Linked DNA regions of Sus scrofa: region 2 is linked to region 1. Evidence: chromatin contacts called from public promoter capture Hi-C data. All regions are on one chromosome and are shown on one strand. The core of a region is the stretch at or near the end of the contact, and the rest is flanking DNA. Distances in the headings are between cores, read along the strand shown.

The links. Promoter capture Hi-C pulls out the DNA fragments that hold promoters and counts their contacts.
Region 2: a promoter capture Hi-C map of fetal liver shows a contact between it and region 1, with 4 times the contacts expected there. The contact joins the promoter of METTL22 here to the promoter of C3H16orf72 in region 1. A contact is called at or near these places in 2 of 5 promoter capture datasets (fetal liver and liver) and 1 of 47 Hi-C or Micro-C datasets (liver).

The regions. Positions count from the first base shown.
Region 1 is chr3:33,651,719-33,659,055 of Sscrofa11.1, reverse strand. It overlaps C3H16orf72 (UPF0472 protein C16orf72 homolog), which reads left to right and starts at 3,718. Exons shown (of 4, transcript XM_003354616.4): 1 at 3,718-4,410; 2 at 5,078-5,158. The coding sequence starts at 4,185.
Region 2 is chr3:34,050,004-34,057,161 of Sscrofa11.1, reverse strand. It overlaps METTL22 (methyltransferase-like protein 22), which reads left to right and starts at 1,688. Exons shown (of 11, transcript XM_003124617.6): 1 at 1,688-1,789; 2 at 5,602-5,768. The coding sequence starts at 5,663.

The sequences.
Region 1 (7,337 bases), core at 2,469-4,968:
ATATGCCGTGGGAGCAGCCCAAGAAATGGCAAAAAGACAAAAAAAAAAAAAAGCTTCCTTCCTAGTGTTCCCTGGTGGCCTGGTGGTTAAAGATTCGGTGTTGTTGCCGCTGTGGCATGGGTGGATCCCTGGCCCTGGGGACTTCCAAGTGTTGTGTATGCTGCTTTAAAAAAAAAAAAAAAAAAAAAAAGAGAGGAGTTCCCGTTGTGACTCAGCCGGTTAAGAACCTGACCAGTATCCATGAAGAGGTGGGTTCAATCCCTGGCCCAGCTCAGTGGGTTAATGATATGGCGTTGCTGCAAGTTGTAGCACAGGTTGCAGATGCAGCTTGGATCCGGCATTGCTGTGGCTGGCAACTGCAGCTCCAGTTCAACACCCACCCCGGCAACTTCCATATACTGCAGGTGTGGGCCTAAAAAAAAAAAAGAAATAAAAATAAATAAACCAAAAAAATGGAGTTCTCCTGTGGTACAGTGGGTTAAGGATCTGATGTTGTCACTGTAGAAATAGCAGTCCACCTCCCGCAAAGGAAGGGATGGAAAAAGAAAATGTTTCCTTCCCCAGGAAGCCCTTCCCGATACTTGCCACTGGGAAGCAGTTTTTGGCACATGCTGCTTTTCACAGTGGCTGCACGTGAGCCTCACTGCACAGCTTTTGCAGGTTGACTGCGAGCACCCACCAGGTGCGGATGTGTAACAGTATTGCTTAGTTTTTTTAAAAAGGCAGTTTAGAATGAGAAAAAAAAAATCATCTGTTAGTAGCCAGGTCTCCAGAGTCATTTGTGTGTGTGTGTGTGAGAAAGAGTGACAGAGAGCGAGCGACAGAGCTTCATTTAAGACCTTGGTAGGTCCCAGAAAAATCTCACTCACCACACAAAACGTAACAATACATTCAGATAATTATTATTCAAAAACTCTTCAGGAAAAAAAACTGAAGAGTTTTTCCTATTGAAAATTTTTTTCCATATTATAGAATCATTAATTTTGTTCTTTTGGCTGCTCCGCAGCCCATGGAGTTTCCCAGGCCAGGGATCAAATCCAAGCTGCACTTGCAACCTACGCTGAAGCTGCAGCAATGCTGGATCCTTCACCTACTCTGCCAGCCTGGATCAAACTTGCCTTCTAGCGTTCCAGTGATGCTGCTGATCCTGTTGTGCCACAGCAGGAATCCCAGGTTTTTTTGGCTGTCCCTGTGGCATGTGGAAGTTCCCAGGCCAGGGACCGAATCTGTGCCACAGCAATGACCAGAGCTGCTGCAGTGACAATGCTGGTTCCTTAATCCACTGTGCTACCAGAGAACTCCCTCAATATATTGTTTTTGTAGTAGCTGTACAAAACAAACCCAGGCTGTGTGCCTCTAACCAAATGGACAAGGTGCCCTGCCTGCCGCTACCTCCCATTCTAGCGGATGAACTAAGGAACTGAGGTTGGTCTAAAGCCCCCACTTTTGCTTGGCATGTCCTTTCTGCCATAGCCTTTATCCCCTTTTCTTTCTAAGCACTACTGATTTTTATTATTATTTTTAAATTGAATTATAGTTGATTTACAATGCTAATATCTGCTCTACAGTAAAGTGATTGTTATATATATTTTTAGTATTCCATTCCATTATGGTTTATTATAAAAACACTGCTGATATATATATATATATATATATATATATTTTTTTTTTTTTTTTTTTTTTTTGGTTGTGCCCAGGGCAAATGTAAGTTCCCTGGTCAGGGTTGGAACCCATACCACAGCAGTGACAACAGCGGGTCCTTAATCCAATAGGACAGCAGGTAATTCTCCTAGTAATTTTTTTTTTCTTTTCAGGGCTGCACCAGGGGCAAATGGAAGTTCCAACAGCTAGGGGTCCAACTGGAGCTGCAGCGGCTGGTCTGCAGAAACACTGGATCCCAGCTGCATCTACAACCTATGCAGCAGCTTGCTGCTACGTTGCATCCTTAACCTAGTGGCGGAGGACAGGGAAAGAAGCCGAATCCTTAGGGACACTAAGTTGGGTTCTTTTTTTTTTTTTTTTTTTAAGTTGGGTTCTTGACCTGCTGAGCCACAAAGGGAACTCCTCCTCTGCTAATCTCTTAAGATTCAACAGAGAACAAGACTGCCAAGATCCTTGCCTTGTAAGAACTTACTTTGTGGTGAGAGGAGGCACACAAGTAAATCATTTCAGAGAGCAATGCGGGCTATGAAAAACTAAAACCAGGCCACAGGAGAGTGTAGAGGGAGGTACTTTAACGCAGCTGGTCTGACAAGCGTTCTCTGCTTCCAGGCCATTTGAGCCAAACCTTGAGGAATGACGACGAGGCAGGAGAGAGGAAACTGCGAGGGCAAAGGCCTTGAAGCAGAGAAGAGCTTGGAGGTCTGACGAAGCAGAAAGAAGGGCAGTGTGGCTGGGCAGCCCTAGCCAAGCAGAGAGTGGAGTTCAGATGAACGCAGAGGAGGCGGCGGGGCCAGATCCTGCCGGGACTTGTAGCCCACAGTGAGGTCAGATTTTCTTCCAAAAGTGATGGCTTTACAGCCAAACCGCTTTGTAGAAGGGCGCTTTCGCAGCCCCTGGGACTTATCCAAGCCCCCGTGGCTCGTACCCCCGCCGTCAGCGTATGAGTCTAAGGGCCAGTTTTGCATCTGTGCGGTCATCGCCCCTTTACGTGGCTTCTTCCTCTCCAGACCTTGAGCCCCTGGGACGTCCCCAGCCTGGTGACCACAGCGCGCAGCTCGGCGCCTGGTCCACAGGAGGCGCGCAGCCCGGGTGATGCGGAGATCGCACACGGCAGGTGATTGAGAAATCGGCGCAGAACTAACCCCCTGGAAACCCGGCCTCCCACTTGGCGCGGCCACGAGGATTCCCGGCCGGAGGAGGCGGGGGCTGGCGCGTGACGCAGGCTGCAGCACATGGCCCAGGAGTGTGCTTTTTGGGACAGGTGCGGGGGCCGCCAACTTCACGAAGGCACAGACGCAGCCTGGCCGAGGCACAGCTCTCCTGCCGAGGTTTATTTTCGGCTTTGTGAGTCGGCTGCGCGGCCGCAGAGGTCTAGTCAAGGGACGGGTCAGGGTGGGGGGCGGGCGCAAGAGCCCCCTGGACGCAACGAGAAGCGAGCCGCGTGAGTGGTGGCGGCCCGCCGGCCTAGCCACTTAGAAGTTTTTTTGTGGACTCCAAGGCTCAACTTGCTAATCTAGGAAATTGGTCTCTGAAATAAACGAAGACTCGCTTCGCAAGTTCATTCACCTTCTTCACTTCCCTCTTCTCTTTGGAAGCCCAAGAGTCTGGCGTAGGAGGCTGTCACCCACTACATCCCTCAGTCCCAGGGGCCCAGTAGCTGGACTAGACTTTGCGTCCCCCGGGGCCTCGGAAGCGCCGGAAAAGCCCCCTCGGGGTGCGGCCGCGGGGCCAGGTCACGTGACCCCCGCACGCCGCCTGGCAGCTGCGGCTGCAACTAGCGCGCATGCGCATTTCTCTATCCTCCCCACCTCGGTTGGCTCCGACGCAACCACTGTCAGCTCCTCCCCTCTGTCCCAGTCTTCATCCTTCCTGACTTTCACTCCCTTTCCCCCGCCCACTGGTTACGTCAGGCGGACAGGCCTACGAGCCAATCACGGCTCTATATTCAGGGGACGGCACGCGGAACCGGTCGGATCGGACCAATGGGGGCTCTCGGAGTGGGCGCGCCCCAACTGGGCAGGGGAGCCGGGGCCGAGTGGGCGGTGCTTCCCCAGTCAGCATGTGGGCGGGGGAGGGCGGTGACCAGCAGCCGCAGAGGCGTCGACGGCGGCGGCGACGACGAAGACGTTCCTCAGTCTTCGGGGTGGGCTCGGTGGCGCAGGCCGGGCTTCGCGGAGGTCTCGGTGGTCTGCGGCGGCGGCCCTAGAGAGGCCGCGGCGCTATGGCGTGGTGGTAGACCGGCTCAGGCCGGCGAGGCGAGGGGCGGCGGCGATCATCCGGTCCGCGGCGACCTTCGGCGGGGCCCGGGGGTAGGGAGACTCGGGGCGGGGGTCGTCCCGGACAGCGCGGGGCCGCGGGGCGGGGCTCGCAGGCCGTCGGGGTGCAGGAGGTCTGGGTCGCCGCGAGGAGCCGCCGCCGGCCGCTGGGCCCCGCCACCGGGCCGCTCGACGACGACGCTCCCGCGGGAGCCCCGCCTGAGGAGGACGCGGCGGCGGCGGCGAGGCCGCGGGAGGCCGCGGAGGATGGAGGAGCGGAAAGAGGAGGGCGAGGCCGAGATCCAGGAGCACGGGCCCGAGCACTGGTTTTCCAAGTGGGAGCGGCAGTGCCTGGCCGAGGCGGAGCAGGACGAGCAGCTGCCCCCCGAGCTGCAGGAGGAGGCGGCGGCCGCCGCGCAGCCCGAGCACAAGCAGCAGAAACTGTGGCACCTCTTCCAGAACTCGGCCACCGCCGTGGCCCAGCTCTACAAAGGTGAGGGCTGCTGCCGCCATCTTGCGCCGTCGCCCCCGTCGCCGCCGCCTAGGGCCCGGCTGTCGGGCGGTCGGCGGAGAGTCCGGGGTTGGCGGTGGGGTTGGGCGGTCTCCGAGGCTCCGGCCGTCGCGTCGCGGCCCTGCCGCCCCCTCCCCGCAAGATGGCGTCGCGGGAGGCGGGCCGTCGGGAGGCGCCCGGGGGGTGGCCCGGGGCGGGCGCTGGGGGCTCCTGCGTTGGGGGCCGCCCGGGGGGCCCCTCGCTTCTGGGGCCGGGCCGCCGGGCGCCCGGGGCCTGTGAGGGGAGGGGAGGGGCCCCCGGTCACAAAATGGCGAAGGGAGGCTCCGGGGCGGCCTATTGTGCCGGAGCCGGTCTCGGGGCGGGGACTTTGAGGGGGCGCCTCCCACCGCCGCGCCTGGGCCCCGGCTGCGCCCCGCGTCCCGCGTCCCCCCCTGGCCGCCCGCCGCGACCCCCTTCCTGCCGGCCCCCGACCCAGTGCGGGATCCCGAAAACCTTGAACAAAATGGCGAAACCTAATATGGCCGTTCCGGAGTGATTGACGCCCAAATAACATTGCTTTCTCTCTCTCTCCCCCCTCCCCCCTCGCCCCGTCTTTGTGCATTTCTTTCTTTCTTTTTTTTTTTTTTTTTCTCTTTTTGTCGTCTTTCAGACCGAGTGTGTCAGCAGCCAGGACTTTCTCTCTGGGTCCCCTTCCAAAACGCAGCCACCGCTGTCACCAACCTCTACAAAGGTAACGCTAACCTTGCTGCATTGCCGACTAAGGGGAAGGGCAGCCTGAGTCAGGGGATAAGTACGGCGTTCCGAGGGCATTGGCCACCTTGACCTGGCCCCGGGTCGAGGAGTGTTTTCTGCTCCTGAATCCAGCCATTAATAGCTTGCAACTAGAGAATACCGGTGGTGGTATATACCTAGATAGCCGATTCTCAGCTAGGGGGCATTTGTCCCCCCTCGGCGACATTTGGCAATGTCTGGGGGCATTTGTGGGTGTCATCATTTAGAGGAGGCTGCTGAATATCCTGTGGTGCTGAAACAGCCTCCCCACTCCCACGTCGGCCCTGGCAGTAGTGTCGAGGTTGAAAAGCTCAAAGCTGGAGACCCTGGGAAGAATTTATGTCTCACAGAGAGGTGGAAGGCACACTGGTGGAAAAGCATCTCTTGGAAAAGGTTTTGAGTTTAGGCAATTCCCAGAATAGTGGTGGCATAGCATTTAAGTGCGTCGAAAAGTAGCTAATTGGAATAATATGTGCGCATATTAGCACCCTGCTTTTTCCTAGCAAGTCATGGATGTTTGCCTTCAAAACCAATTGTACTTCGTTGGCAGGAGATCTGTGATCGGAGTTTGAGTTGATTTGTGTTTCATGGTAGTGCTTTTCTGCAGTTAATCCCCTCCCCGCCCCCATGTGAAGGTATGTGGGTAAATGTTCTTGCCCATCATGCTTCCTTAGTAACAATGGGTTTAGATTTTGTGCATTACTCTCATTTCGAAGATTTGGAAATTTGGGTTTGATTTTTGGCAAGGTTTCTCTGGAAAAAGGATTTGAATTTGAATGCTAGTGTTAGTAATCGTGTAATTAAATCCTTTTAAACTTTTAGAAAGTGCTGATAAATGCTGTAAAGCTTTGTGCATTTCAAAATTATCGAACTTTGTTTCAACTATTGAAGCACAGGCTGTGGATCGACTTGATTCTCAGATTCCTTTTCTTGCATAAGAATGAGCAAATTAAGGTAGCATTTTATGGAAGAAATATCCTTTATTTTGGATTACCTGGGTAGAACTTGCAGGTTTTGGGAATCGTAATTTGAGAACGTAAACAGAATTGAATGGAAAGTTAGGGAATGAGGAACTGATAGGCTAGGCTTAATGAGAAAAGGGAAACAGTATTAAAGGGTGCCAGTGGTCAACTTTGATTTTATGTAATTCAGTTCCTTAGATTTTGACTCTGACATCTATTACTGCTTGAGAGTTTTGAACATTCTCTGGAATGGTTTTTGGTTTCACTGAGGCAGGAAATTTTGAAATATTTGAAACTCATTTTTAAAAAAACTCAACTTTCTTGGGGTATAAATTTATATACAGCGAATCACCTTTTTAAAGATGGATAGCTTGAGTTTGACATACATTGTTAGTGAATGGAATATATTTATCCCCCACCCTCACCCGTGAACACCACGGATCTGCTTGCTGTATGTAGGGTTTTTGTTTACATAATATAATAAATAGAATCTTATGGTATGTAGCTATTTGTGTCTGGCTTCTACTTTTAATGTTTTTGGGGTTGATTTACAGAGTTGGCTTTGCAGGTAGTGATAGCTCAGGGCTTTTTCATTCTCAGTAGTGTTCTGTTTTGTGGAGGTATCACATTTTAGCCATTTGCTTTTTGCAGTTATTTTTTGTTTAAGGGGAAGGCAGCCTGTTTCTTTAGTTCCTTCTATGTGCCAGGCTCTTTGACTAGGTCATACAAAAGTATGAATATCCTCTGGCTTTCAGTTATTGGTACTGTGTGCTCCCAGAATGTTATCTCTTTAGGACTACAGCTGGCAGCTTTCTTTGGTGTTATTTATTTGTTTATTTTCCTTTTTAGGGCCGCACCCGCGGCATGTGGAGGTTTCCAGGCTAGGGGTCGAATTGGAGCTACAGCTGCCAGCCTACGCCACAGCCACACCAGAACCGAGCTGTGTCTACGACCTACACCACAGCTCAGGGCAATGTCGGATCATTAACCCACTGAGCGAGGCCAGGGATTGAACCCTCAACTTCATGGTTCCTAGTTGGATTCGTTAACCTCTGGGCCATGACAGGAACTCCTCTGTTAATTTTTCGTATGAAAAGATAGGCTCAGAAGCTGAACTCGGAAATAAACCTTAATTTGATTACTTGATTTGAAAATGCTTCTTAAAATGTTTTCTTT
Region 2 (7,158 bases), core at 439-2,938, 400 kb before region 1:
GGGTTCTAGGTCCTAGAAACTGCTCCATGATACTTCCCCTTACATCCTATTGGCTTTATCCCATTAGTTTAACCTCATGATCTCATTATTGCAAGGGAGGCTGGGAAATAGTTTTTCATGTGAGGGAGGCCTGGGCCCAGCAAATATATTATACAACTAAGAAAGGAAAGGAGAACAGATAGGGGCTTCACTTCAGGGAGGAAAGGTTGACAGGATCCAGAGGGAGAGTTTGAACTTGACCCTGATGATGATAGGAAGCCTGTGATGACGTGAATTACCTCAACATCACAGGGAGGAGCTGCCCAGACCCCCAGCAGCTATCTGTCCGACTCCCTAATGAATTAGAGCAGCCGAGAGACGGCCGGTGACATTGAGTCTGTATTTGCCCACCCTCTCTGAACACCCTGTGCAGTTCATTGGACAAATCGAACTTTTTGAGCAGCTCCTGTGTGCCAGGTAGTGCCTGGGTGGGGAGAGGTGGTTATTTTAAATAGGATGTTCGTGGAAGAGCTCACTGAGAAAAGGAGGCTTGGGCACAGGCCCAAAGCAGGTGGGTGTCCTGGGGAGATGCTTCCCTGGTGAATAGGCTAGTCAGTACAAAGCACTTGAAAGGACCATGATTGATTGGGGTGGTTGGAGATGGGGAGGGGGGAGCGACTGTAAGAATCCTGGCTTCTCTTTCTGTCCAAGGTGGGGTGCCTCCAAGGGTTTGAACAGAGGAGGGATGTGATCTAACTTTTGTTTTTATTTTTATTTTTTTATTTTTTTATCTTTTAGGGCCACACTGGCAGCATATGGAGGTTCCCAGGCTAGGGGCTGAATCCAAGCTGTAGTTGCCAGCCTATGCCACAGCCACAGCAACGCAGGATCCAAGCCGAATCTGTGACCTACACCACAGCTCACAGCAATGCCAGATCCTTAACCCACTGAGCAAGGCCAAGGATCGAACCTGCGTCCTCATGGATGCTAGTCAGATTCGTTTCCGCTGAGCCACGACGGGTACTCCCTGACTTTTGTTTTTAAAAGATAGCTCTGCCTGCTTTATTCTCACAAGTTTTTAGACAAAAAAACAAAAACAAAAACAAAAACCCAGAGGTGTCTACACTACCTTCTTCAGCGCCCCCCTAGCACACCAACGTCCCCTGGGAACAACCCAACCAAGACTTCACGGGATCCTAAGATACCTAGCTAGCTCTCCATATACTGTCCTGGGGAGTTTAGGAAATAACCCATTTCCTTTAAAAACACTTACTTCTGTTGCTTGGTCACTCTAATAACGCCCCATGAATCTGATGTGGACCCTCAGATGCGCATGTAAGTGCGTGCACATTTTACATCTGTGGTCCTCTGTGCTTAGAAGTTTACCCAAAGTGCAACAATTGCATGAGATTTCATTTCCCGTTAGACGCCAATTAACACTGAGATTTTTGATTCGCCTGGTTTTGGCGACTTGCTGAGTGCGGGAGTGAATGAAATGAGTACCAGCTATTTTTAATGAGTACTAAAAGCAAGGATAACAATTAATATATAGCTAGCACGCTGGTTAACCGCGCAGGCAAAGCCGGACAAGTGAGAGCAAACCTAGGCAGGCGCCTCCACAGGGCTGCGCCTGTCTGCCGGCGACGCTAGCACGCATGTGCGGCCTGGCAGGTAGGCGTGGCCACAGGGTGATTCGAGAGACGCACGCTTAGGGGGTGGGGCCGCGCCTGCGCAGGCCGCCCCTCATGGCGGCTGCCTGGGCACAGTGGTGAGTGGATCGGGTGGAACTTCAGGCTGCGGCCAGCCGCAGGTAAGCCCCGGGGAGAGGCGGCGGCACGGAGTGGGGTCCGAGGGGCCTCCTGGCTCTGAGCCTGGCTCTCAGGTGCAAGCTCCCATCGACCTGAATCCTAAGTTCCCACTTAGCCTCAGTTTCCCCTTTTCGGCAAGGGTGTTGGAAGAAGTCCCTGCTGTCACCTGGGTTTCAGTCCCCAGTCCAAACAGCCCCTCTGGGTTTCGGATTAGGGAGGGAGGGTGGTGCCCGGGCCGCGACTGCAGTTTGAGAGACCCATGCTTAACCCGCTAGAGTGGAGTTCAGGGAGGTTGCAAGACAGAAGGAAGAGCCCCAGGGGAGGAGGGCCCTGGAGCCCGTCTCCAGCTCTCCACGCCGTGGCCAGTGCTGTGTCTTTGTCCACATACCCGGGCCTGAATTCCAGACTCCGCACCCAGTCCTGGTTGTGGATGAGCTTGTGACACCCCCAAAGAGAAAGTCTAGGAAGACAGAGAAGTATTTCAATCCCTAGATCCCAGCAAAACCGCTTTGAGGGGACAGCCCTAACTGGAGATCTCTTAAGGAGGATGACCGATGGCAGTATCCGCATCTGGCTCCTTAGAAGAGCTAAGGGCATTTAACTGCCGTGGGGTGAACCTGCAGCTCAGAGGAGGGGGCGGGGATCCCGTCTGCAGTCGGGATGTCCTTTCCTTCCTCTCCAGTGAGGCGAGGGGACTGAAGCCCGTGCAGGCCCAGCATTCCCCGACAGAGACTGAGTTAGCTATTCCTAAATAGAGAAACTATTAACCTTTTTTCCATCTTCAGCACACCCTTTAATAGTTATTCTTATCAGTGCTATGATTTGCTGTTGTTATTTGCTGAGCATTTACTGCGTCCTGATCCCTGAAAGTCATCACTCGTTTAATTCTCACACAGACCTGGAAACCAGTACAAGGTGCCTCTCTATTCCCGGAGATCTGGTTCTAGGAAAAGCCCCCTTAAAACGACTCCATTAAACCAAGTACTCAATGGTAGAGTGTGTATCCTTGGAAGCTTGGGCAAGTTAAATTTTAAAATAGAAATTTCAGCTAGAAAATAATATGAGTTTATTTTATTTGTCTATGTGAGCTGAAGTTTGGCACTTGCCATCAGCCTCTGCTTGGAGTAAAACATAAGCCACTGCAGCTGTCAATCCGCAGCAGCCCCTGAGTTGGAGCTCAGGGTGGAGACCAAGGAGGGAGGCACTCAGTCAGCGCTCTGGGAAAACCAAAAGAATAAGACTTCAGATAGATATTTTTAGGAGAAAATTTTATGAGCCTAATTCTTGCATTTCCTCATATCCAGAAAAACACAGTGATGAGATCTGCTCCTTGTGATTAGTCGTAACCTTCACGAGACCAGCAGCAAACTTGTGTAAGATGTGTGCTTGGCTGCAGGCTCCCCGCCCACACACACACCTTTATGACTTCATCTCCATAGTCCACCTTTCCTCTTTGGGGCAGGATTCCAGGGCTATCTGAAATACTGCCTCCTGGGTTGTAGTTAGTGGGCAGAACAAAAGATGTCACAGTCATCTGAGAGAACAGCCACTCCCAAGGGTGGGCCAGTGAGCCCTGAGGGAACTCAGGGAAGCTTATCGAAGGAGCCCTTCTGGTAAGCCCAGACCCAGACCTTTCCGTCTTCCCAGAGAAACGGCTTTCTGTCAATCTTTTGTTCCTCCTGCCTCCCCTTTGTTGCAAAAACTCCTGTATCCTAGCTTCCCCTCTTGCCTCCTCGGAGCGGTTTCTTGGGGCTACCTGATGATGCCATCTCCTGGGCTTAAGTCCTAATGTCACCCCAAATAAAATTAACTCTCAACTTTCACATTGAATTTTTTTTAGTCAACATCTATACATAAGAACCCTGGGTGCACAGTTGCAATATTTTCTCCCAGGACATCTTTCAATTCTGGAACAGCCAAATCTGCCTTTCCAGCAATTGGTTGTGGTCGATCTAACTAAACTGTATGTAGACTGGATCCTCTTCCTGGACCCATCCTAATATCTCTAGTCCTCACTGTTTGAGGGCTTTCCTCGACACCAGGAGATCCTGGATCCATCACCATATTCACAGCCTCGCTTCACAACCCACTTGCTTTGTGCTGCCTTATGGTGTCCGATAGGAAAGCCAGCATGGAGGTTAATTTATAATGGAGCAAGGGAGTGGCTTTTTTTAATTAAAAAAAATTTGTGTTGGCACAACTTTTGCTTCCGCAGGGCAAGTACTTAAATGTAGGAACTAGTTACAGACCGCGTGGGTTATGATGATGCCGTTTTCCAGTTGAAAGAATGGAGAGACCAGAGAGGTTTCATGACGTGCATGGAGCACACAGCTAGTGCACACACCGACCTAGAAAGGACTGGTTTCTGTAAGAGGTCAGGGATCGTGGGCAGGTTTGGGTCAAACACCTGAAACCAACTCCAAGATAGGGAAGTTCTGGGATTTATTAACAACTGCTGGGCCAAAGACTGCTCAGAGCTTGTCACCTGCCCCCCTCCACCCTTCCCACCCGCAGAACCATGCAAGGAGAGAATATAGCTGAAGAAACAAGTCAGAGAGGTGAAGTAACTTTCCCAAGGTCACATCGCAAGGAGGTGGGAGACGGGGGTGTACACCTGCTCTGCCCGGCATCACAGCCCAAGGCTCTGTCTGCGCGCTGCTGATGTTTGCTGCTTTTTGTTGAGGTGGAACGTTTGAATGGCAAAATCTTCCTGTTTTTGACCACTTTGCCTCAGGCATGGTTTTCCAAATTTTAGTTATTGTCATGACACCCTCATAACTTTTCCATGTCTATATTTCACCTGCATAATGATTCCCTTAATTGCTTTTCCTTTAAATCCTCTCACTTTTTAACTTAAAAAGTTTTACAAATGATGTATGGGCAGCTGGGGTCAACTTCTAGAGGAAAACAACTGCTAAGTGCAAAGCATAGATGGTGACTGAATCCTGGTTTAGGAAAACTAGCTGCCAAAGACATTTGGGTGACACATGGAGAACATTGACCGTGAACTGGGTTTTAAGTCATAAAGGCGTCATTAATTATTTTAAGTCTGCTAATGGTCTTTTGGTTATGTAGAAGCATGTTCTTAGACAGATGCTGAAGAAGAATTTAGGGTTAAACTGTTGTGATATCTAGAAGGTACTCAGTTTAGGGGAGAAACAACCTACGTAGATTGATTGGTCACATGACTGGGTGTTAAAGATCACTGACTCTAAGCAGTGGGTACATGGCTGTTTACTGTGCCCTCAACTTGGCCTTTTTTTCGGGGGGCCGCGCCCAGAGCATATGGAAGTTCCCAGGATAGAGGTCAAATAGGAGCTACAGCTGCCAGCCTACATCACAGCCCCAGCAACACCAGATCGGAGCTGTGTCTGCAAGCTACATCATAGCTCACAGCAATGCCAGATCCTCAACCCATTAGCAAGGCCAGGCATCGAACCCTCTTCCTTATGGATACTATTCGGGCTCTTAATCCACTGAGCCATAATGGAAACTCCAAATTTTTTCATAATAAAAAAGTTGGGAAAAATTAAAAGGGAAGAAAAACTTTATCAGTATAAATGGAAATTTAGATCCTTACCATAAATATCAAAGATGGCTATGAAAATGAAACCGTGCAAAGCCATAACAGCAGCTCTAGCTGGCTTCCGTTCCCTTGCCGAGGCTCTGAGACTTTCTCCTTCAGGAAGAATGAGGGTTGAAAACGGAGGCCTTTCTCCCGGGGTGATGCTGAGCTATCTGCCACCTGACCGAGCCCCTTCACACTGCTCCCCTCTGCGACCTGCTGTACTCAGGACTTGTTCTCACCTCTCAGGTGCTGCTGCCCCGTGGTTAATGTGGCGCCTGGGCCATGGTCGCCGGCTCCCACCCCCACCATGGACAAGATCACCTTCAAAAGCGACACCGTGCTGTCAGACGTCCACCTCTACACCCCGAACCAGAGACACCTCATGGTGCGGCTGAACGGCATGGGGCAGCCCGGTAGGGTCCCCACACCCCAGGCCGGTCGTGTTTCCTGCTTTCTCACAGGAAAGATGGGGAAGACTTAGCCTCGCACTGCGAGGTTTTGAAGTATAGTTGATTCTTTTGTTTGTTTGTTTGTTTTGTTTTTTTGCCTTTTCTAGGGCCGCTTCTGCAGCATATGGAGGTTCCCAGGCTAGGGGTCCAATCAGAGCTGTAGCCACTGGCCCACGCCAGAGCCACAGCAATGCGGGATCCGAGCCGCATCTGCGACCTACACCACAGCTCGCGGCAATACTAGATCCTCAACCCACTGAGCGAGGCCAGGGATCAAAAACCTGCATCCTCCTGGATACTAGCTGGATTCGTTACCGCTGAGCTGCAATGGGAACTCCTACACCGCTTCTCAAGTGCCCCCTTTTCACTGCATAAATGCCTGTTTTCCCCACACCTGCTCTGTTCCAGGCCCAGACCTGATGTTGGAGATGCAGGGGGAATGAGCCGAGCTCTGCCCTCAGGGAGCCCATGGGCTTGTGGGGAGATGGGCTCTGAGGTTCCACTGCCCCTGCCCGAGGCCAGCCCCCTCAGCACGGACTTGGCTGCCTCTGGTTCCCCCTGCTTGGGCTTCCTGGTTTTTTTCCCCACACATCATCCCTAGCTCCTGTCCCCAGCAGCCAAGGGGATGTTTTGAAACATGCAAATCAGTCACTGCCTTGATTAGACCCTCCAGTGGCTTCCTGCTCTTAGGATAGGTCCTCACCTTGGCCCAAGGCCCAGCCCCGCCCTGTGTCCACATTTCTCTCTCTGTCCCTCACTGCCTCGAAGCCACTTTCCACTCCTCTCCATCCCTCACATGCTGCAGCCACCTGCCTTCCTCTCTGAGCACCTTGCTCTGCCCAGAACATTCTGCCCCTGCCCCAGCTCTGATCTCCTCATATTTGCTCGTTGTCCTGGCATCATTAGTAACTCCCGTTTCCCTCATGTTCCAATTTGGATCCCTGGATTCAGGAAACCGAGGGTCAGAGCAGCTAAGGGACTTGCCCCGTGGTTAGAGAGCCTGGGGACAGGAAGGACAGGCCCTGGACTGTCCATTCAAGTCCTTGCACCCTCCCTCCCCACCTCCAGCCCAACTCTCCTGACACCCAGCCTCTTACCAAAACCTCCCCATGGGGGACATGGCACCCTTGTCCTAGCCTCCAGACCTCAAGATGAGGAGGGCATCAGCGTAGGGCCGAGTAGATGGGGTTTGAATCCTGCCTCGGCCGCAGCCACAGCAGCGTGGCTGTGGTAAGTTCACTCAGCCTCTAAGCCTCAGCTTCTGCCTCTGTTTAATGGAGCAACACTGCTCTCTTCATAGCCACTGTGGGAACCAGGTGAGACCGTGGGAGCCACGTGCCTGCCATGGATGAAC